Linked DNA regions of Sus scrofa: region 2 is linked to region 1. The links are chromatin contacts, called in public HiChIP or PLAC-seq maps. All regions are on one chromosome and are shown on one strand. The core of a region is the stretch at or near the end of the contact, and the rest is flanking DNA. Distances in the headings are between cores, read along the strand shown. Region 1 has its middle 97 kb from the start of DNAH5. Region 2 overlaps TRIO (triple functional domain protein).

What was found. HiChIP or PLAC-seq counts read pairs in DNA pulled down with a chosen protein or histone mark.
Region 2: a contact with region 1 is called in an H3K27ac HiChIP or PLAC-seq map of alveolar macrophages. The contact joins two enhancer-like sites. A contact is called at or near these places in 1 of 47 Hi-C or Micro-C datasets (heart right ventricle) and 1 of 2 datasets of contacts at active chromatin or transcription factors (alveolar macrophages).

What each region holds. Positions count from the first base shown.
Region 1 is chr16:3,459,810-3,466,021 of Sscrofa11.1, forward strand. No RefSeq gene overlaps it. Among named protein-coding and RNA genes, the nearest start is that of DNAH5, 97 kb to the left of the region's middle. Within about 2 kb of position 3,207, at least 1 of the 83 cell types and tissues checked has an H3K27ac peak or open chromatin away from gene starts, as enhancers often do. A contact at or near this core is called in alveolar macrophages, where this site is marked.
Region 2 is chr16:3,759,060-3,765,719 of Sscrofa11.1, forward strand. All of the region lies in intron 9 of TRIO (triple functional domain protein), which reads left to right. Among named protein-coding and RNA genes, the nearest start is that of TRIO, 72 kb to the left of the region's middle. Within about 2 kb of position 1,517, at least 11 of the 83 cell types and tissues checked have an H3K27ac peak or open chromatin away from gene starts, as enhancers often do. A contact at or near this core is called in alveolar macrophages, where this site is marked.

The DNA.
Region 1 (6,212 bases), core at 1,957-4,456:
ATTTTCCCCTCCGTAGCAGCTGCCTATGGTTCCCTGCAGCAAGCACATCCCTTGGTCCACTGTGGTTTCATGTGATTTCAACTGTATCCATAGTGGATATTCTTAGTTACCAGTTGTTTATCTCATCCTCTCACCATTGGTGAGGGAGGAATTCCTACCCTAGAGTTCTGGGGGTGGCTGAGCGCCCAACACTGGACAAGATGAGGTCAAGGCCATTTATAGTCACGTATGCTCATGCCTGGGAAGGGGACACAGCATACGATGCAGGACACAGGGCTTCACTAGGGATCAGAGCCATCAAGCAGGGCTGTGGGAAGCAGGATTTGTAGTATCAAAAGTTTGGGGTGCCCCATGGTTCTCCCGGGAGAATAGGATAGTCTTGTTCAAATAACTCCGTGGTCTGGCAGGAAACTGAGTCTTACTCAGGGATAAACAGCAGCAGGACCTATTCCCAGGATGAGGAGAGTTGTTTGGCTAGTGGACCTTATCTGTGGGAGCAGGGTGGGGAGGAGAACCAGCCCTCCCAGCTTCAGATATCAAAGCAGCACATACTACTGAATATTAATTTCAAGCCTGGCACCACAACGATGGGCATTCTTAAGTGCTCCTACTCACCCTGAGCTGACAGCATCCCACCTCAGGCACACACACTATGCTTCTTTACATCTTGGCCTTTGAGTCTTCTCCTATGCCACGCCTGCCACCTCACACACCGGCATTCTTTGCCCTTCCAGCTATGGGAACAGTGGATGAAGACTCCAGAAGCCTCAGTCTTCCAAGAGGGCAATCCTGGCTATATTCTGGGCACTTTCCAGTACATCCCAGCAAAACTTAGCCCCTGGCACCCACAGCAGAAGCTCAATGACACATCCTTGTATTGGTTTTTCCTCCTTCTCTGCCTCATGTCCCCAGTTCCTCCCTCCCAGTTTCTGGACCAAATAAATGATAAATGATACATTTATCATTTGTAAATGTATCATTTATAAAGTGTATCATTTATAAATGATATCAGGCTCTACTTTGGAGGGAATCTAGAATAACGTCCCTTCCTTGGACCTAGACACAGTTTTATGAAGAAATGATGTCATACCTTGAGAGGACAAAGTTGAGGATGAAAGCCAACATGCCCAGGATGGCAGAGTGGAAATATGAGATGAGTTGGGGGCCCTGGTGACATCCCTGAGATGCTAACCCCAAACAACTCCTCCCTCCATTCTTGTTGGAAGGAGATGATGGATCCCCACTCCATCATTTAGGCCACTTTCATTGGAAAACCCTAAGTGATCCACAAGAATTTCCAGAACATCCATATCAATAGCAGGCAAAAAACCACTTGAATTTTGGGCAAGAGAAGCCAGAAGTCTCAGATATGAGGTCAGCTGGAAGCATCAGCTGTCACAGAAGCATCTCTCGGGAATCCTCCAGAAGGGGAGCACAGGAGTCCAAATGTGCCATCTGCCAAAGCCAGTCCCCAAGTCTCAATATGTGGCGAGCATAACTATTTGTCATAACTTTGGCCATTCTCATTCCATCTTGTTCTCTTCAGCTGTCACTTGAATTTCTCCAGCATGATTCCAGCCCACATAATTGTAGAGGGAATTCTTCATCAGAGTTGCACAAGCACAATTATAGCCACGAATGACTGAGATTCTCATGACAACAGCCTCTGGAAATCAACCACGTTTGAGCGTCTCAGCTGCGTGTCAGCTACTGCCATGCAACTGGCATGTAGGGTTTTGCGTGGAATCTGTAAACCATTAAATAAGACGGAGGCTCTGAAAACATGGTTCCCTGGTGCTCTCTGTACTCAGCAATAACGTGAGAGATTAGAGATCTATTTTTACTCTTTGGAAGATACTAATTAGCATTTAGCTGATTTACCCCAATTAGGCAAATAGTTGTTTAATGAGAAATCTTCACAAGTTAGAAGGCTCACATTACCCTCCCAGAGGAATTAAAGAAACCCCCACAAAGCCTGGTGGGGGAGTGAGAACAAGTGTCTCCTATATATTTATAGGGATTTACTAGCATGAACAATTAGCATCCATTTTCGGATTTGAGCTTGTTCTCGCTTGTGCTCCTAACAATACCTACAGAAGTTCTAGGCACTCCTTAGCTCTTGCTGAATTGTCTTAATTGCGGTCCTATAATCCTCACTGAGCAGAACTGGGGGTACAATGACCAATAAGGCCACCCTGTCTTCTAGCCTTCAGCATCAGAGCTGTTTGACTGGAAGCAAGACACAGCCCCTCTATGACTCAGTATCCTCATATGAAAAATGAGGACCGTATACCCAGCCTCAGGGTCTCCAGCCTGTGCTGGTGCACAGAAGCCCACCCTTTGGAGGGCCCTGAGCTTGCGTTAATGCTCTGCTGTGGCCACCTTGAAATTATTAATAGTTTGTTGTTGTTGTTGTTGTTTGTCTTCTCTAGGGCCGCACCTGCGGCATATGGAGGTTCCCAGGCTAGGCGTCCAATCGGATCTGTAGCTACTGGCCCACGCCACAGCCACAGCAACTTAGGATCCAAGCCGGGCCTTCAAACTACACCACAGTTCACAGCAATGCCAGATCCTTAGCCCACTGAGCAAGGCCAGGGATCAAACCCACAACCTCATGGTTCCTAATCAGATTCATTAACCACTGAACCATGACGGGAACTCCTATTAATACTTTTTGAACAAGGGGTCCCACATTTTTATTTTTCACTTGGCCCCACGAATTGCACAGCCCATCTTGGGGACAGAAAATTACACACTGTGGAGACTTATAAGGGTTAAATAAGAGAATGTATTGAAAGTATGGAACATAAAGCTTTACATAGGATAAGTTCTCCAAAATGGTATAACCATCCCAACTAAGTAGTTAAATCCAAAACAAATGTACTTTCTGAAGGCCTCATACCCACCTGATCTAAGAACAATTAAATTCTGCTTAACTTTGGAGTTCCTGTCATGGCTCAGTGGTAACAAACCTGACTAGTATCCATGAGGACTCAGGTTCCATCCCTGGCCTTGCTCAGTGGATTAAGGATCTGTCTGGCCTTGCTATGGGCTGTGGCATAGGCTGGCAGCTACAGCTCAGATTCAACCCCTAGCCTGGGAACTTCCTTATGCTGTGGGTGTGGCCCTAAAAGGAAAAAAAAAATTCTGCTTAACTTCCTTTAAAAAATGCTGTGAGTACATTTCTGACCTCAATTCTGTATCTTAATTTTCTTTTGCATGGGGTGGGGCCTTGAGGGGGTTGGTTGTTTGTTTTTTATGGCCTCACTGGCAGCATATGGAAGTTCCCAGACCAGGGCTTGAATCCAAGCCACAGCTGTGACCTATACCACATCTGCAGCAATGCTGGATGAGCCAGGCTAGGGACAAAACCTGTGCTCCATAGCAACCCGAGCCACTGCAGTTGGATTCTTAACCCACTGTGCCACAGCAGGAACTCCCACATTTTAATTTTCAAATAATTAACATGGTCTGTTTTATTGCTTGCAGTCACTTTTGTCAAAACTTCCTCCTCTTCACAGCTCCTGCTTGCTTAAGTTTTTCGGGGCTTTTTTGGGGTTTTTTTTTTTTGGTTTTGGTTTTGGTTTTTGGTTTTTAGGGCTGTACCCATGGCATATGGGGGTTCCCAGTCTAGGGGTCAAATCAGAGCTACAGCTGCCAGCCCACACCACAGCAACAGGAATGCAGGATCCGAACCAAGTCTGCGACCTACACCACAGCTCACGGCAACACTTAACCCACTGATCGAGGGCAGGGATCAAACCCACAACCTCATGGTTCCTAGTAGGATTCATTTCTGTTTCTGCTGCACCACGATGGGAACTCCTGGCTTAAGTTTTGACCAAGGCCTTTGACCAGACTGATCAGATTCCCAAATACTTAAGTGGTTCTTTCAATTCAATCACTTTCCTTCCTTGATTGAACCAATTAATTTTCCCCAAGTGCTTTCAGAGGTAAGCCACCCAGAGAACAGCTGGGATTACAAGTGAAGACGTTTCTTTGGTTTCTTATCTCCACAAAGTGATAACTTTGATATATGTCCACAGTTCTGAAATCCATCTAAAAAATCGGAAATAAAATTGTAGCCAAAAGATTGGGTTGCAAAAGCAAACCTGAAACTGATGTGGGGCTCTCTGCAGCCTGTTTAGAATGATGCTCTGCATGTGACATAAAATACCACATATAAACTGAATCTTTCTCAACTCAAAAGAAAAATTCTGAATTCTGAAGTACATCTGACCCCACGTTTTTGGATAAGAGACTGTGGCCCTATATCAAGTTTACATCATCCTTTCACAGCTTGCGCCCCAACCAACAAAGCCACACAGTAAGCACAGGTGCTGAAACTGGGAGAGGTACTTGCACACACGAGTTGTGTTCATCATGGCATTATTCATATTAGCTGAAAGGTGGAAGCAACTTAAGTGTCCATTGACAGATGAATGAATAAACAATGAATAAACAAAATGTCTACACACACAATGGAACATTAGTCACCCTTTTTTAAAAGAGTAAATTCTGACACAAACGATAACACAAACCTTAAAGACATTACACTAAATGAAACAAGTCAGTCACAAAAGGACAAATATTAAAATATGTGAGTTGAATGAGGTACCTATATCAAATTCATAGAAATAGAAAGTAGAATGGTGTTGCCTGTGTTTAGGGGGAGGGGAAATGGGACTTTTGATTAATGGGTAATGGGTTTGGAGATTGGGAAGAGGAGAATGTTCTGGAGATGGGTGATAGGAGGTGATGGTTGTACAACACTGTGAATGTACTTAATGCCACTGGACTGCAAATTTTAAATGGTTTAAATGACAAAGTTCATGTTATGTGCATTTGACCACAATAAAGAAAAAAGGCAGCTCTGGAAGAGCCACAGTCAGCTCATGGGTGCTGAATCCCATCTCCACCTGCTCTGTATCATGGGCACCCTGTATCCCTGGCCTATGTCCCAGGCCACCCTGGAACTGACCAGCCCTCTCCACCACCATGAGCATCAACTACCTTCACAGAAGCCCTCTAGCCAGAAGCTGCATCTGACCCCCACTCCTGGCTCAGCTTTCATTTGGCTTCATCTCCTAAAGTCTCACACTGATGAACTGGCAACAGACCCATTTCTAGCAAGGTACCAAAGCACACACACATGCCCTGGCCTTATAGACGTCCCAGACCCAGGATGGCCCACAGTTGGTAGTTCAGGTCAAATATGACTGAGAATCAGCCATGAGACCTGGCCATGGGGAGCACTGGTGTTCTTGACAAGAGCAGTTTTGGTGGACCAGCGAGAGCCTGTTGGAAAGGGCTTCAAGAGAAAGGGGGGAAACAACACAAGTGCCCCTCCCCAGACGAATGGGTAAGTGTGGCACATCTACACAGTGGAATACTAGTCCACCATGGGAAGGAATGAAGTACTAATACTTGCTACAACATAGATGAGTCTTGACAACATTCTAGCGAGTGAAAGAAGCCAGTCACAAAGGATCAGGTATTGTGTGAAATGTCCAGTATCAACACTCCATAGAGACAGAAAACATATCAGTGGTTGCCAGAGACTGGGAGGGTCTTGGAGGAGGCAGAAAAGGAGAATGACTGCTAAATGGATGTAAGATTTCCATTCAGAGTGATGAAAAAGCTCTGGAGCTAGGCTGGTGATGGTAGTCAAACATTATGAAGGCACTTGATGCCACTGAATTATACACTTTAAAATGGTTACAACACACAAACGAACCTTTCCACAGAAAAGAAAATCATGGACTTGGAAAATAGACTTGCAATTGCCAGGGGCGGGGGAGTGGGACGGGTTGGGAGCTTGGGATTAATAGATGCAGACTATTGCCTTTGGAATGGATTAGCAATGAGATCCTGCTGTGTAGCACTGGGAACTATGTCTAGTCACTTATGATGGAGCAGGATAATGTGAGAAGATAGAATGTGTACATGTATGTGTAACTGAGTCACCATGCTGTACAGTAGAAAAAAAAAGGTGAAAGTAAAATGGTGATGATGGTATATTTATGTGTATGTTAGCACAATGGAAAACTGAGAAAATAAGAGGAGAGAGATTGAAGATAGCAAAAATGGAAATTGTACTGTAAAAATGAGAGAATTAGAGAAGGGGTTCTAGGCCAAGTCAAGAAAAGTGTGTGTGTTAATGGGATTGAATAAGTAAAGACAAAGTTGATTCAGGACAGAAGGGAAGGAAC
Region 2 (6,660 bases), core at 267-2,766, 300 kb after region 1:
GCTTTATGTATTTTTTTGGACAGAATGGCCTTTGGAGGCACTGAAAAATGGGAACGGAGGCGTCTTTAGTACTTAAGAAAGAGGCTTATCTCATTTTCTGAAACATACAAAGGTCAAACAGATTTTGGGTCTAGGGAGAAAAGATTTCCTTTTCACAGTGAAGTTGAAGGTGGTTTAGTGTGTGTCTTGGGGTTGTATTTTAAAGGATCCTTTGTAAAATGAATTCTAAATTGTGTCCAGTTTTGAGATTTTGAATTGATGTAATGAATTTTTCTTAAAGTCAACTTCTTCAAAAGTGGCAGGATGAAGTAATTAACAGAGATTCAAAAAGGAAGTGGTGAAAGTCGGACGGTTGAATTCATTTAAAACATACTAAGTATAGGTTATTCTGTAACAGTTGTAGTGTTCTGAGAAGGAGGAACCGGAAAAGAGCCTCGTGTTTACTTGGTGGCGGCATGTCGTGGAGCTAATGCGACTTCTGCAGCCCCCCCGACTTCACTGCGGGGGAGGGGGTGTCTTGGGCTGTTTCAGACCCTGCTGCAGCCACATTAGGAAGCACTGGACCATTTTTGCACACGGTTTGGCAGAGCCAAGAACATCCTTGAGGCTACTCTGAAGATCCGTTCCTTCTTTATGTTGTACACTGATTGTGAGTAGATGAATCCTATTGAATGAATCTTTGCTAGTGAGTTTCTGGGACATGACAGTTGCTGCCACATTGGATGTTCATGCAGGAGTTTTAAAAAAGAAGTTAAAAATGCTTTGCACATGAAACTTTTTGCAAATGATTGTGGGGAAGAAAGATGGTCTTTGACAGTTGTCTCCTCTTTTACCTTCTAAGTAGTCATCCAAGTTAATGTTCCTTTGTAGATTTAGAAAGCACCGAATACAGCAGCCAGTAAAACCAAGAAAACTCTGGTTCAAAGAAGACGCTGGTTTCGAGAGCACAGATTTCTTTCATGTGAGCAGTACTCCTCTGACGTAGCATCCTCCCAGGGGGGCCTGCTCTCCTGTCAGCTGGTCCTTTGGGATTCAGATCATTTTCTAGAGACATAACCTGTCACAAAGTTGTTCTCCAGGAAGCCATTTCTGTCAGCAACTTTTCATACGTGCCATGTAATTATCTTGTCTTCCAGTACAAAAAAGTGTGGTTTTCAGGAAAGCAGACCTTACACGCTCATTCTAGATTTTCAAAAGCTAAGCAGGCTGGTTCTCTAACCCCTGGCATCGCTCCTGAACTCATTTATCTTTTGCGAGGAGGATGCCCTGAGCACAGCACGTGGGCTCTTGCAGTGTGCTCAAAATTCAGGCCTGACGTGGGTTCTCCTCCTTTCTTGTCTTTTCTGAGATCAGGAAACCCTGTCTTTTTTTTAACCAGGTTCTGAATACAGCCTCTGACTGTCTTGGGTAAGACCCAGGCTGTAGCTGCTGTGGATTGTAGGAGAGGAAGGTCTGATCCTCTTCTGAGAGGCTCTCGTGGTTTTTGAGTCCTAGCGATTATGAAGTTTTAATTTACTTCTCAAGAAAAAGAGGAAACTCTTTGGGCTCCCGCCCTGGCCTACCCTGGAGTGTCTCCGTCATCATCCCTGCAGAGATCAGTACCTCACTGCACAGGCCAGGAGCCCTGTGCAGGGGAGAACCCTCGGGAGGGAGAGGGGCTGGTGGTCTCCTGTAACTCCTTTACCAAACACCCCCTCCCCACTTGAAGTCTCAGAGTCTGTGACTCAGTTTGCCCTTCTGAGAGGACCCGTGGCTAAGGCTCTCCTGACTGGTGGGCGGGTTCCTTCCCCTCTGTGTCCCGGTGTCCTAGTCACAGGGCCGCTGTGGGCACAGAACAGGTCCTCCCTCATCAGTCTGCTTATGAACACACGAAATCAATTTTGTCCCTGGCAAAAGGAGCCAGGGCAGGTTCTGCGCATGGGGAGGCTTTGGCCTTGGGTTTCAGAGAGGCCCCACTGACCCTGACTCCCCCAGCTCCTACTGCTGTGCCCAGGGGAAGCCACCAGGCCCTTCGTACTGGCTTGTTGTCCTCGAGCATAAAATGAGAAGTGAGACAAAGCAAATGCTGTCAGTGTCTCACGAAATTCAGAAATGCAATTCTTACTTTGGGACATTGACTTAGTGTCTTTACCTGCTGGCAAAGAGGTAGAAAGCTTTCAGAAGTGTAATGCTTAGCTGTTGGGAGGCACTGTCACCTGCAGATCCACTTACCAAAGACGAGAAGTAAGCAACTTCATGGCTGTAGTGACAGTTGTTGAGAAAACCGGATTCTGCTCTTAAAAATGTATGTGTGCAGCCTAAAGCCTGGTACTCTGCCTGCTCCACCCACACTGAGGTCCCATGATGCTCTGCTCGGAGCTGCTGGGCATAGCTCTGGGGGAGGGAAGCCTGTGTTCCCTAGAGCCACTGTCCCAGACGTGTCACTTCCAGTGCAGCCTCTGCTGAATAGAGAGCCTTAGTGGGCACATGTGTGCAGAACCTGTATGGCAGGAACGTGGATGCTGACAGCGGCCCCAAGCCACAGCCACGAGGGCTGTCTCTGGGCCCCACTCTAGGAGGGGAGGACTTGGGGACAGCCTCCGGGGAACATGCTCAGAAACCGGTCCCTAGCTGGGGGCTGTTTTTAAAAAATCTGTGTGTGCATATATACACATATATTTTTAAGAAGTTTTTAGACAAATTTTGGATTTACAGAAGAATGGTGAAGATGATAGCGGGGTTTCATACCTGTGCCCAGTTTCCCCTATTAGTAACATCCTTCATTAATAGGATAGCTTGTGATACTAATGAACTAATATTGATCTGATATCAATATTACATAGTATTATGTGAATGTAATTTTGAACCTGTATTGTTAGGATTAATGACCTAATACTGACTAACTGAAGCCCATACTTTGTGGAGGTCTCCTTAGTTTCTCCCTGTTCCAGAGTCCCATCCAGGATCATGTGGCATTTAGTCGTGGTGCCCCCTTAGGCCCCCTGGGCTCTGACACCTTCTGGTCATTGGTTTTTTTTTGTTTGTTTGTGGGTGTTTTGTTTTTTTTTTTTTTGTCTTTTTAGGGCCGCACCTGTGGCATGTGAAGGTTCCCAGGCTAGGGGTCTAATCGGAGCTGTTGCCACCAGCCTACGCCAGAGCCATAGCAACATCTGCAACCTACACCACAGCTCACAGCAAAACGGGATTCTTAACCCACTGAGCAAGGCCAGGGTTCGAACCCGCAACCTCATGGTTCCTAGTCAGATTCGTTTCTGCTGTGCCACGACAGAAACTCCTGGTCATTGTTATTTTTGTTCCTGTTGTTGATGGCATCTTCACTCTTCCGCTCTCACTGCTGCGCTGTTGTGATTCTCATCGGTAGTTTAAGCTCCTCCCTCATTCATCCACAAGGAGGGGTAATTGGCTGCAGCCTGAGGCTGCGGTCCCCGAGGCGGCAGCAGGACAGGGCTTAGGCTCAGGCCCCAGACGTGAGAGTCTTTCAGTCTCGTCACTCGGAGGCTCAGAGGGGGTTTGCCAGTCTGCGTGGAGGGCTTCTTGTCCCTGTCACTGCTGGCAGGTTGCCAGACTGCCCCGCAGGGGATGTAGATACTGGGGCTGCACAGGATAGGGAGTGGACATTTGTGAAATCTGATTGTGTTGTTCTAGAGCTCTTGAAGTGGGCAGTTCAGTGTCTCTGCTAAGTTATCACTTAGGTGCCGGATGGGTCACAGCGAACGTATATAGACTTAAACTGTGTTTTTTAACTGTGTTTTCAGGTTCTGCAGTCAGATTGAGAACTGACTGTGCTTTTCAAATTATTTCACATAATCGATTCCAAAGAAGATGGAAAGTGTACACATAGCACTTTCCTGAGTCCGGCCATGTTAGTCTTAAGGGATTCTTTGACGTCCCTCCCATCATTTCTAGAAAGAGTTCTGAAAGGCCCTTCGTTAGTAGAATTGAGACCATTCTCATGAGACTTGGGTAGTACCGAAAAGTCCTCAGAAGATGGTTTTTCAAGTAGACAGGGAGAGGGGGGTGACTGTCAGCCTTGCAGTGTGAGCAACAGGGCTGCACAGACTCTGCTGTGGGGACCCACATGCTGAGCAACAACTCCCTGGGCGCTTGTAAGCCCGGGTCCTGAGTCAGACCTTGGGGAGTCCTGCTTCATCGCCTGCTGGCCTTGTCCACTGAGGCTGATGACAGCCTCCTTGCTTCAGGCTCCTGATGTGTAACGGGGCTGTGGTTTGGGTTGGATGGCCCTGTGTGGGGAGGCCCCTAGACCTGACGCAGAGTAGGTACTTAAGATGGGGCACATGCAGAGCAGGGGGCAGTCAGCCTGTGCTGGTGGTGAAGAGCAGGCCCCCCCCCACCCCCCACCCCCATCACTGGGCTTTGTTTTCGCTTTTAAATCCCCTATCAACGCTGCCCCACCTCCCGTCCCCTGCCTGCCCAGGGTGGGCTGCTCCGTCCCCACCATGTTGTCACGCTTGGGACATGAGGGCACACCTGCCCTGTAAGTGTGCGTCAGTGTCATCGTGGCTGACATCACCTCATGCCCATCATACTGTATGTTAATACCTGCTCTAAAATTGATTAAACTTGCAGGCATGTTGGAATTAGAGCACAAAGAACTTACTTTCCCTTGAACTGTTGACTCTAATGAGCATCTCCTAAAAAAAAGGACCTTTTCCTGTACAACCATGACACCGCCATCAAAATCAGATAACTGGCCCTCAGGCCCTGCAATGTCCTTCGCAGGGAAGGGATCCAGTGAGGAATCATCTGTGACGTTTAGTTGTCACATGTTAGTGTCCTTCAGCCTGGAGCTGCTCCTTGGTCCTTCCTTAACTCCTGGGACCTAACATTTTGGAAGATTCCAAGCCAGTTATTTTGGAAAATGCTTCTCACTTTGGATTTGTCTGGTGTTTCCTCACAATTATGCTCTGGTTCTCGGCAGGTGTGTCACAGGAGGGCTGTCATGTCCTCCTCACACCAGCCCGTCAAGTGGCGTAGTTTAATGTCCTGTTGATACAGGGTTCACTTTGACCTCTGGGTTAAGGTGTGTCTGCCTGATTTCTCCCTTGTAGAGGGAGTTGTCCCCCCTTCATAATTAGTAAGTGCTTTGGGGGAAGGTGCTATAAAGATGCTCTTTGTCACCTAGCCCTCCTCACTTGTGTCAGCTAGAACTTGTGGTTTCCTGCTGAGTGGATTGGGCTCTGTGGCCATCACCATTTATGCCGATGCTCAGGTTGTCCCTCACATGGCAGCATGCGCCTTCCCAGCCTGGCCTCTCCGTCCTATCCTGTCCACACTGTCTTTGGCCTCTCCTTACATGGGGCACAGTAAGATGTTGTGGTGCATATTATGCTCCATCCCCCACCCCGGAACCCACTGTTTTTCCCCTGAGCCCTGGTTCCCTCCGAGGCGGGTAGGGCCTACAAGTGGGGATCGGGTCGCAAGCAGGCTTATTGCTCCTGGGCCACCACTGGGCCCTCTTGGTGGATCGGGGCAGGGGAACGAGTGTGAGTGAGTGTGTACATGCACGTTTACACATTTGTCTATTGAAACCACATATTCACATTATTCCCCCAACTCGAGTCCAGTGGCCCAGGGTTAACTCCGGTGGTCCTCTCTGCGTATGTGTGACTCCCTTCTCCAAACCAAGAAACCTGCCTCTCGTTATCCTTAGTGTATGGCTTCTGGGGTTAATGCCACTGGAAGTCCAGTCTCCACCTGGGAAGCTGCCCACTGCAGGGGTGCCCTGTGCCCCTTGGGGTTCAAACTCCCTGCAGGGGCACCCTCCCCACACTCCTGGCCACCACCGCCTCACCCAGGAGATGCTGATCTGCTTGGCCGTGGGACTGAACTGCTGGGAAAGGAGATGGAGGATGGATTTAGCCTGTTTCTCAGGGGGAGGCTTCTCGGAGACCTGAGTTCTGTTCTTTCCTGAACTGGGCCTTCCAGCCTGTCCCATCCGCACCCCATCCCCAGACGGCAGGCCTCTCCCTGGTGGTTCCCTTCAGCAGTGCTGGGTCTCTGATATACTTGTTTATTTGAGGAACCCATTTGCATCCTTTCATTTATCAACAATTAAAATGGAATAATTTTCAGGAGTTCCCTTTGTGGTGCAGTGGAAACAAATCTGATTAAGAATCATGAGGTTGCGGGTTCGATCCCTGGCCTCGCTCAGTGGGTTAAGGACCCAACATTGCTGTGAGCTCTGGTGTAGGTCACAGATGCAGCTCGGATCTGGCATTGCTGTGACTGTGGCATAGGCCAGCAGCTATAGCTCTGATTCAACTCCTAGCCTGGGAACCTCCTTATGCTGTGAGTGCAGCCCTAAAAAGCAAAAAATAAAAATAAAAGTAATTTTCAGAGTATATTAGACACTCATTTACACTTAATTCTCAACTTTTTAGAACTCTGGCTGCTTTATAACCATTATCATTATCATTTCCTTTTTGTTAAAAAAAAAATATATTCCCTGGAGTAGAAAAGAGATAAGCACGGAATTACTGATAAGTAGAAACACATGAAAAGAGACAGCAACTTATGTTTGTTTGCACGTTAACCTTTTCACTGTCTCTTGGGGAATTATCATAAAGCAGTATATCATACTGAAAGACACAAAACTGGAACTCTCCACTCTGTCATAAAACTGGGAGAAAAAGTGAAGCA